Regions from separate parts of the Mus musculus genome. Here region 2 is linked to region 1. The links are chromatin contacts, called in public HiChIP or PLAC-seq maps. All regions are on one chromosome and are shown on one strand. The core of a region is the stretch at or near the end of the contact, and the rest is flanking DNA. Distances in the headings are between cores, read along the strand shown.

Evidence for each region. HiChIP or PLAC-seq counts read pairs in DNA pulled down with a chosen protein or histone mark.
Region 2: a contact with region 1 is called in an H3K27ac HiChIP or PLAC-seq map of neural progenitor cells, with 6 times the contacts expected there. The contact joins two enhancer-like sites. A contact is called at or near these places in 14 of 484 Hi-C or Micro-C datasets (the G1E-ER4 cell line, adipose-derived mesenchymal stem cells, bone marrow-derived macrophages and 9 more), 2 of 115 datasets of contacts at active chromatin or transcription factors (astrocytes and neural progenitor cells) and 1 of 9 other capture datasets (embryonic stem cells).

The regions. Positions count from the first base shown.
Region 1 is chr12:119,162,903-119,167,091 of GRCm38.p6, forward strand. Itgb8 (integrin beta 8) reads right to left here. Exons shown (of 14, transcript NM_177290.3): 12 at 3,853-3,959; 13 at 435-598; 14 at 1-337. The coding sequence ends at 215. Among named protein-coding and RNA genes, the nearest start is that of Itgb8, 73 kb to the right of the region's middle. Within about 2 kb of position 1,554, at least 73 of the 459 cell types and tissues checked have an H3K27ac peak or open chromatin away from gene starts, as enhancers often do. A contact at or near this core is called in neural progenitor cells, where this site is marked.
Region 2 is chr12:118,929,468-118,933,866 of GRCm38.p6, forward strand. Abcb5 (ATP-binding cassette, sub-family B (MDR/TAP), member 5) reads right to left here. Exons shown (of 28, transcript NM_029961.2): 10 at 3,028-3,141; 11 at 2,384-2,494. Among named protein-coding and RNA genes, the nearest start is that of Abcb5, 35 kb to the right of the region's middle. Within about 2 kb of position 1,609, at least 33 of the 459 cell types and tissues checked have an H3K27ac peak or open chromatin away from gene starts, as enhancers often do. A contact at or near this core is called in neural progenitor cells, where this site is marked.

The sequences.
Region 1 (4,189 bases), core at 304-2,803:
TGCTACAACACTAGTCTCCAACAGTAGTAAGACACATAGTTCACTGAAAACTTCAGCAGCTGAGTGAGTCATATGGTTGTGAAGACACTTGCCAGTCTTCATGGCACACTCTTCAATATAATTTGTCTTCTCCTGTGACTTTATATTATACTTGCTAGAATAAATTGTAAAACCATCCAGCTTCCAACAGTTTTTGTTTGTTTGTTAATCTTATTTAGAAGTTGCACCTGAAGGCCTCCTGAGCATTTAGTTTGCTGATATCCATTTTTATTTCCTCAGGCTTTTCTCGTCGGTAGGTTACAGCTCTCGTGCAAACACTTTGCAGAATCAGTTTATCCTTGATGGAGAAGAAATATTAGGATTAGTAACAGAGCTGAGTGTTAGAAGTGCACAGTCACATATAATTAATATAATTGTCCTCCGAGTTCACCAACCTTTTTAGAAGCAGACATTCTATAATCTGATGAGGACTTTATTTTATTATTATTCCATTGTAGTATCACTTGTCTAATGATAAGAACTTTAAGCAACCCGATCAAGAATGTGACTATGAATATGATGAAAAATATTCGCAGATAGCTTGGGCCAGATAAACATTCTGCAAGAAAGGAGACAAGTTAATGGGTTAAAATTTTTTTTAAAGTAAACCAAAGTTTTCTGTCAAATAAATATAGTTTACATTCTTATAATAAAAGCAGGTTTCTTTACAAGTCTCTATTTTCACAATAGGAGGTTGACATTACTGATTACTCAAAACAGTGAACCCTTCTTTGGAGAATATTCACAATTAAAATATTTCATTTTTTTGTAGCTTGCTATGTCAAAATTTCTTACCCATATGTAAGTTTGTTTAGAACAGTGACTGAGAGAGCTATAGTGGTGTGTACAGTTCAGTACTATGTGGAAAACATGATTTAAAAAGGATATTGAGCAGCCCCAAGCATTCAGCATGTGTTTTTCCTTTTATGCTTTCTCCTCCTTTATTGCTCAGCAGTAATGGAAAATAAAGTAAACATCTGCAGAAGCAAACTCAGTACTACTCTAATAGGGAAATAAATATTTTCTCTAAACCCTGGTGTAAGATTTCATTATTATTAGACATCATGACTCTGAGAAGTAGGAGTGTTGCATCTTGGACAATACCCAAATCTCTCGTCTCACTTTTTACTAATTAACTTCACTAATCTAGTCTGTTTGCCTCCACAAATTCATTATGTGTTCTTCCTCGAACAATAATCACTTGCTGAAGAAAGAAAAGCCATGTTAGGAGAGGGAAAATGCTAGACCTTTGTTTTAGAACCAGATCTCTGGCAAACTCTCACTGGAAAAATTTGTATAAGCTCTGTGCTTGCCTGAGGTCTACTCTAGTCTCTGAGGAATATGGTTGCACAATAGTGGGTATTCCACAGAGCTCACAAGCTGCCCCAGATTCATAAAACACTTCCTGGACTGAAGCATGTGTTTCTCCACCCATTTTGCACGCTTCAGGGACCTGGTCTGAATGCTGCAGTTGCCTAGGAAAGAGCATCTAGAGAGAGGATGTGCCAAGGCCATGAGCATAGTAGCATCCAGTCATAGCTGATTCTGGCTCCAAAGCTCAATGCTAACCCAGCATGCCTCTTAAATGAGGCAAGGTTTCAATAATGGGGGCAAGAGATCTTCTACAACTAGGTGGACTTAATAGAGACCATTGTTTGTGATTGGTGACAAAAGACTTTGTGGAGTTAAAAAACACGCCCATTCCTATTCATTGAAATGGGAACATCAGATGCCAGTATGGTACAATGCTTCCTTGTTAAAGATATTATGAGTACAGAATACAAAGTGTGTGTCCAAAGGTGGTGCTATTTGATCTTTTACAGCTTCTTTCCTTCAGGTTAGTGACCCTCATAGCTTATGTCCTGACAGATTGTGATATCCCTTGGCTGACTTAGTCTACTCCATCAGCTAAGCCAATCCTTAGAGGGGCACGTGGCTTGATCCCTATCCTGGCTTTTTGCCTGATGGGAGCTTAGCCAGAGAGACTGAAAGAAGACCCTGTAAGAGTGGTTGAGTGGACAAATAATTAAGGTGCCTAACAAATGCTCTTTTCCTTTCCTTGCATAATAGTTGTTAAGGGGAGGGAAGTCTTGTAGTTTGATACATTTCAGAAATATTATGAATGTGTTAGCCAGAGGACCCGTTGAGGGTTCAAGTCTGTATTCATTTTTCCCCAATGTTGTTATGATGATCCAACATTTGCCTCTGGTCATGCTTTTCTTAGCTGAGGTCAGGCTAGGTCTTTTTCTAAGGAGTTTTAAGGGAACACTGTTTGCAACAACACTTAAGTCAGAGTAGTGTTTACTTAACTTAATTAATGATATGTAGGGGCCCTCTTTATTAGAAAGGCACTTGGCTTTCTGGAGAGATTGCTGCAGCCTGAGCTGGCAGCACATGGGACTCTTTTCTGAGCCAAATTCACTGTGGGCTAAGGGAATGAAATATGGGAAACTAAGATGTGCAGGACATTTCTACTTTGCTATTTCTCCGGGGCTGGGTTTTCTATTTGTTGAAATAGTAGAATCAAAATGAACGTTTCCAAAGATCTGACTGTAAGTATAGCTTGTATTTCACAGGTGGTTTTACAGCTTAGACCTGTGCAAAGTGTTTTGAGTTCTTTTGGGAGTGCTCCAGTAAATTTTTGTTTAAAAGTAGTTTTTGAGCATAGCTCTCACATCTTTCCCATTATACATCCTCTTTGATTTGAGGTACTAAACATACCTTTTATTCAATACACTTTTTATCCTCTATTTTGTACATGAGATATAGGCCCACAGAAATTTTGCAGAAGTGCTTACATTTCTTACTTTACTATATTTTAGACCAAGGTTTTTAGCTTAAAAGCAACACATTCTTTCCACTGTGTCAAATTCAGAATTATCCACCTCAAAGTTGTTGTTTTTTTCTTTTCACTTTTCTCTTTTTCTTTTTCTTTTTTTTCCCTTTTAATAGGAAGAATTTTACATAGCTCAGGATGGCCTTGAACTCCCCATGTATCTGAGGCTGACCTTGAACTTCTGATCTCTGGGTACCAACTCCCAAGTTCTCATATGTCACCTGATGCCTAGTTTCATGTGGTGCTGGGAATTGCACACAGGCTTTACCTATGCCAGGCAAGTGCTCTACCAACAGAGCTACACCTCAGACTCATAAGATGTGCAGGACATTTCTACTCTGCTATTTCTCCAGGGCTGGGTTTTCTATTTGTTGAAATAGTAGAATCAAAAGGAACGTTTCCAAAGATCTGACTGCAAGTATAGCTTGTATTTCACAGGTGGTTTTACAGCTTAGATCTTAGGTATACTACAACAGCAGATGATCACTTAAAATTTTAGTGTTTTACCTGAAACAGGAGAATAAAGTTTTTGTAGATATGTGAAGAGTGAGCAGAAGAAACAAATTTAGGTTATATAGGGAAACCATAGCTCCTGAGCTCTTAGTGACATTATTCTACACAGTGAACTTATATTTTTGGCTCATGTAAGTCCTTCTAGATAATTCATTTTCTTGGTCCTTGGTGGAGGCAGGCAGCACATAGAGCCTGTGCGAATGAGCAGGGAGGTGTCACCACCTAAGTATTTCTCTTTGGGAGATTAAAAAATGGATTACTGATTCAGTTTAATACTGTATATACATATTAGAACAGGGTGTGTTTTTGTTTCTGTTTCTTTGTTTATATCTGTGACACAGTGATAGAGTTGTTTTAAAAAGGAATCCAATAATTTACAATGGAATCAATATGAAGCCACTGTTCCTTCTTTCAGGAATAAGGTACATGGTAACTCCTTGCCCCAGGAGTCTCCTCAGACTTACCTGATGTTTGGTCCATGCGATGCTGTTCCATGACAGCACAGGAGGATTTACACTGATCAAGGGCAGCCTGAGACAGATTGTGAGGGTGAAGGCACTGCAGACAATTCCTGTTCAAGGAACATGAAAGGATTACTACTTTAAAAAGTCAATAGACTGAATATTCCTAACCCTAACCCTGTGAAAAATAAATAACCAATGGACAAATTTTGAACCCATTAGCAAAGCATGGTGGCCAAAGCCAATAATCCCAGATACATGAAGTCTGAGGCAGGAGGATGATATGGCCTAGGAATGCCTGATCTACAGAGTAAATTCAAGGTCATCATGAGTAAAACAA
Region 2 (4,399 bases), core at 359-2,858, 230 kb before region 1:
AGGTTTTAAGTGAGTGCTGGAGATCTGGACCCTCGGCCTCATGTTTGAGTAGTGGGTACCTTACTTGCTCACTACCAAGCAAATCATCTACCAAGCCTGCAAACTTCACATTTTTAACTGAAATACCTTACACGAATCTTAAAACAACCAAATTAATGTTTTATTTTTTAATTTGTAGCAAGTGGAATCTTGACAAATAATTGAGTTACTTAGGAAAGTTCCCCTTTAGAATAGGTCTAATATTTTTACAAGGTACATTCCAAATAGTGAGTTGGGAGTGGAAAGCCAAGTCTTGAAAGCTAAGCTGTTCTTGACTTTCACCTGTGCAAAGTGGCATGTCCCCTTCTCTCCCAAACAGATACACAAATTAGTTAAAGGCAATTGTTTACCCAGGTATGCTAGCCAGGAGTTTGCTTGGGGTACTAGTGAAAACCCAGCTTCAAAATAAAGAAACAAATAAGAATTGTTTAGAACCCAGAGAGCGTGGCCCGGGGCATTATTGGCATAACTGGTGCTCAGGGTCCCAGAACCCAGCTTAAATGTATATCCAAAATGCAGTCTAAAATGCTGTGTTAGGAGAAAAGGCAAAAACCCAGACAACGATGGTGACAAACAAGTCATAAAGCAAAAGACTCTGAGGAGAGAATTTCAGTAAAAAACGCCAGTCAGAGAAAAACAGAGAAAGAAGTGGGTGCATTATTTTTAATGCAAATTCTATACGGCACATTAGAAGTTGATAGCATTAGCAATCTCATTTGTTTCACATAAAATTTTGTCCCCACTTCTTATATCCTAATTACGTATTTTGTTAGTAGCTGCCTTTTGTAATCCTTAACAATTCTCCTTTTGAGGGTGGGTAGCAGAGGAAGCAAATGCATTAATTAAATATAAATACAAATATAAGGACAATTTAATAGGAACAGCAGACATATTTTCCCAAGAATTATTTGTTTTTAAAAGATTAGTATGTTGAGTGCACTCCAAGAGAGCATGGGCTGGGCATTAACAATTAAAGGCCGAGTGATTCGAATGGGACAGACTGTGTTTTGATAAATGTGTGTCTGTGCACGGGCACAGGTATGTACGTGTGCCTGTGTGTGTGAATGAGAGTGTGGAAAGTGAGAGGAAGGGTATCTAAGATACAATTGCACATGCAGTAGAAGTCCTAAAGGTAGGAGAGGGAAGGCTTAACAGGAACTCATCTGAAGGTTGGAAACTCCCATATTCAAATAAATTAAATACAGCTGGATAATATCCCGGCATCACCAGTAGGTGGCAGCATTAATCCAAGACATTTTAGTGTGCTTAGAAAAGGAGCATGGAGGAAACATTGGCAGTTAAAAATGACTATCGGTCCAATACAGGAGAGAGGAAGGAAAATATAAATCACGGTTGCAGATAACACGTGTTATAAGGTATGCTCTTGTATTCTCAATTGTTAATTGCTGGGTTGGCAGCGCCAGGCTAGCAGGATCTGTAAATATTTGTTGCTTTCTCACCCAACCCAAGAGAAAAAGCAAGCTGTGAAAGGGAAGGTCACACATACTATTCCCCGCCCCCACCGCCCCCTCCCAGGCCAACTGGACGAAAAGGAGGGGGATTTTAGCATAATAAAGAGCTTGCGGTTGGATCTGGGGCAGAAGGGCTGGCAGGAGGATTGGCAGGAGGACTGGTTGGAGGACTGGTTGGAGGACAGGGAGAGAGAAAGAAAGGTAGCAAGGCCCTGAGGTAGAGCTGAGAAAGAGTCAAATGACTGGAGATGTCAGTTTAAATTATGGGCTAGCTGTGAGACTGCCCAGCAAACAGGCTAACAGCCTTATGCTATACAGATGTCTCCACAGCTTTATTATTAAACCACAAGCCCCGCAATATCCAGATATATTTGCTCACTGCTTGTCAGATATTGGCCTACTTGCTTCTTTAAGGAAGTAGACAAAATCTGGGTCAAAATCATCCGAAAGAAGGGACTGGGCAAGTACTTGGCATGCAAGTCTGAGGATTGCAGTTTAACTCCAGAGCATTCATAGGGATTCTGGAAGGGGTGGAGGCAGCTATCTGTAATCCCAGTGTGGGAAACAGCAACAGGAGATCCCTTAGCAAACTGGCTAGCAAACTAACCAAACTGTAGAGCTTCCAGTTCATGTGAGAGACACTTCCTTAATATGTAAGGTGGAGGCTGATCACAGAGGACACCAAATGTTGATCTCTGGCCTCCACAGGTACATGCACACATGTATATGCACACTCCCACAGGTTAACGAGCATATAGTCACATATCACACATACATAAATAAAAGAATCTTTAAAAAAAGTTCCCACAACAGAAGATTCTGGCCTGAAGACAATGTCAGAAAATGGAAGAATGAAACTGAATTTAACATACCTTGGCAGAAGGTCTTGATGGATAGCTGAAAGAAACATTTTTAAATTCTATGTTTCCTTCTATACATTCAGGTACAAATCCAGCTGTTGAAAAGTTATCTATATTGGGTTTCTTGGAAAAACAAAGAGATTGTTATACATCTTTAAAGGGTTAAGCTTCTATCCCAGAATAGTTTAGAGATGGACCCTAAAGTTCTTTTAAAATCTCCTTCCTGTTTTAGAAGTACATGAAACTAGACATGAAATTTTGTCTTTGTTTCTTTCTCTTTCTTCCTTTCTTTTTTTTCTTTCTTTGTTTATTTTGTTTTATTGCTTTTTGTTTTCTTTGAGACATGGTTTTTCTGTGTAGCCCTGGCTGGAACTTGTTCTGAAGACCAGGCTAGCCTCAAACTCACAGAAATCCACTTGCTTCTGCCTCTTGAGTGCTGGGATTAAAGGTGTATGCCACTACCACTAGACAGACATGAAGTTTTCAATAAAAAATCATTCCCCCACAAAAGTTAACCACAATCTTTCACTCTATAACCAAATAACCAATGTGTAGGTTTTACCCACCCTGTGGTTTTCCGGAGTTGAATGTTCCTATCTTTCAGGTTCCTTCTTAGAGTAAGGACAGATATCTTTCAATGCAGTGAGAGCTCCTACCTTATCAATAACCTGGAAAATATTAAAGGCAGCTCCTCTGGCTACTGTGAAGGTTTCCAGGTGAGGGGCTACAGATCCAATGCAGTAACTACTATGGATCACACTGAAGAAAACCTACAGGGACAAAGTAAACAATAGTCACCTTGTAGTGAAGTAAGAAAGACAATGGGATTGGGAGGTGTGTTTGGCCTGTGCTCATGGACTATGAGAGGACTTACATAAGAATATGGAAGACAACCACTCTGGAAGTCAGTCTGGCGGTTTCTTAGAAAATTGGACATAGTACTACCGGAAGATCCAGCAATACCTCTCCTGGGCATATATCCAGAAGATGTTCCAACTGGTAATAAGAACACATGCTCCACTATGTTCATAGCAGCCCTATTTATAATAGCCAGAACCTAGAAAGAACCCAGATGCCCCTCAACAGAGGAATGGATACAGAAAATGTGGTACATTTACACAATGGAGTACTACTCAGCTATTAAAGAATGAATTTATAAAATTCTTGGGCAAATGGATGTATCTGGAGGATATCATCCTTAGTGAGGTAACCCAATCACAAAAGAAGTCGTTAGATATGCACTCACTGATAAGTGGATATTAGCCCAGAAACATAGAGTACCGAAGATACAATTCGCAAAACACAAGAAAATTAAGAAGAGAGAAGACCAACGTGTGGATACTTCATTCCTCCTTAGAATAGGGAACAAAATACCCATAAAAGGAGTTACAGAGACGAAGTTTAGAGCTAAAACGAAAGGATGGACTATCCAGAGACTACCCCACCTGGGGATCCATCCCATAATCAGCCACCAAACCCAGACACTATTGCATATGCCAGCAAGATTTTGCTGAAGGGCCCCTGATATAGCTGTCTCGTGTGAGGCTATGCCAGTGCCTGGCAAATATAGAAGTGGATGCTCACAGTCATCTATAGGATGAAACACAGGGCCCCCAATGGAGGAGCTAGAGAAAGCACCCAAGGAGCTGAAGGGGTCTGCAACCCTTTAGGTGGAACAACATTATGAACTAACCAGTACCCCAGAGCTCGTGTCTCTAGCTGCATATGTAGCAGAAGATGGCCTAGTTGGCCATCATTGGGAAGAGAGGCCCCTTGGTTTTGCAAACTTTATATGCCCCAGTACAGGGGAATGCCAGGGCCAGGAAGTGGGAGTGAGTGGGTAGGGGAGCAGGGCGGGGGGGAGGGTATAGGGGACTTTTGGGATAGCATTTGAAATGTAAATAAAGAAAATATCTAATAAAAAGAATCAAAACAAAACAAAACAAAACAACAAGATGGAAGACAGGATGAAGACTGTAAGGGAAACACAGGCTGCCCCAGCAGTCTTGGCCTATTCTCAGGATGACA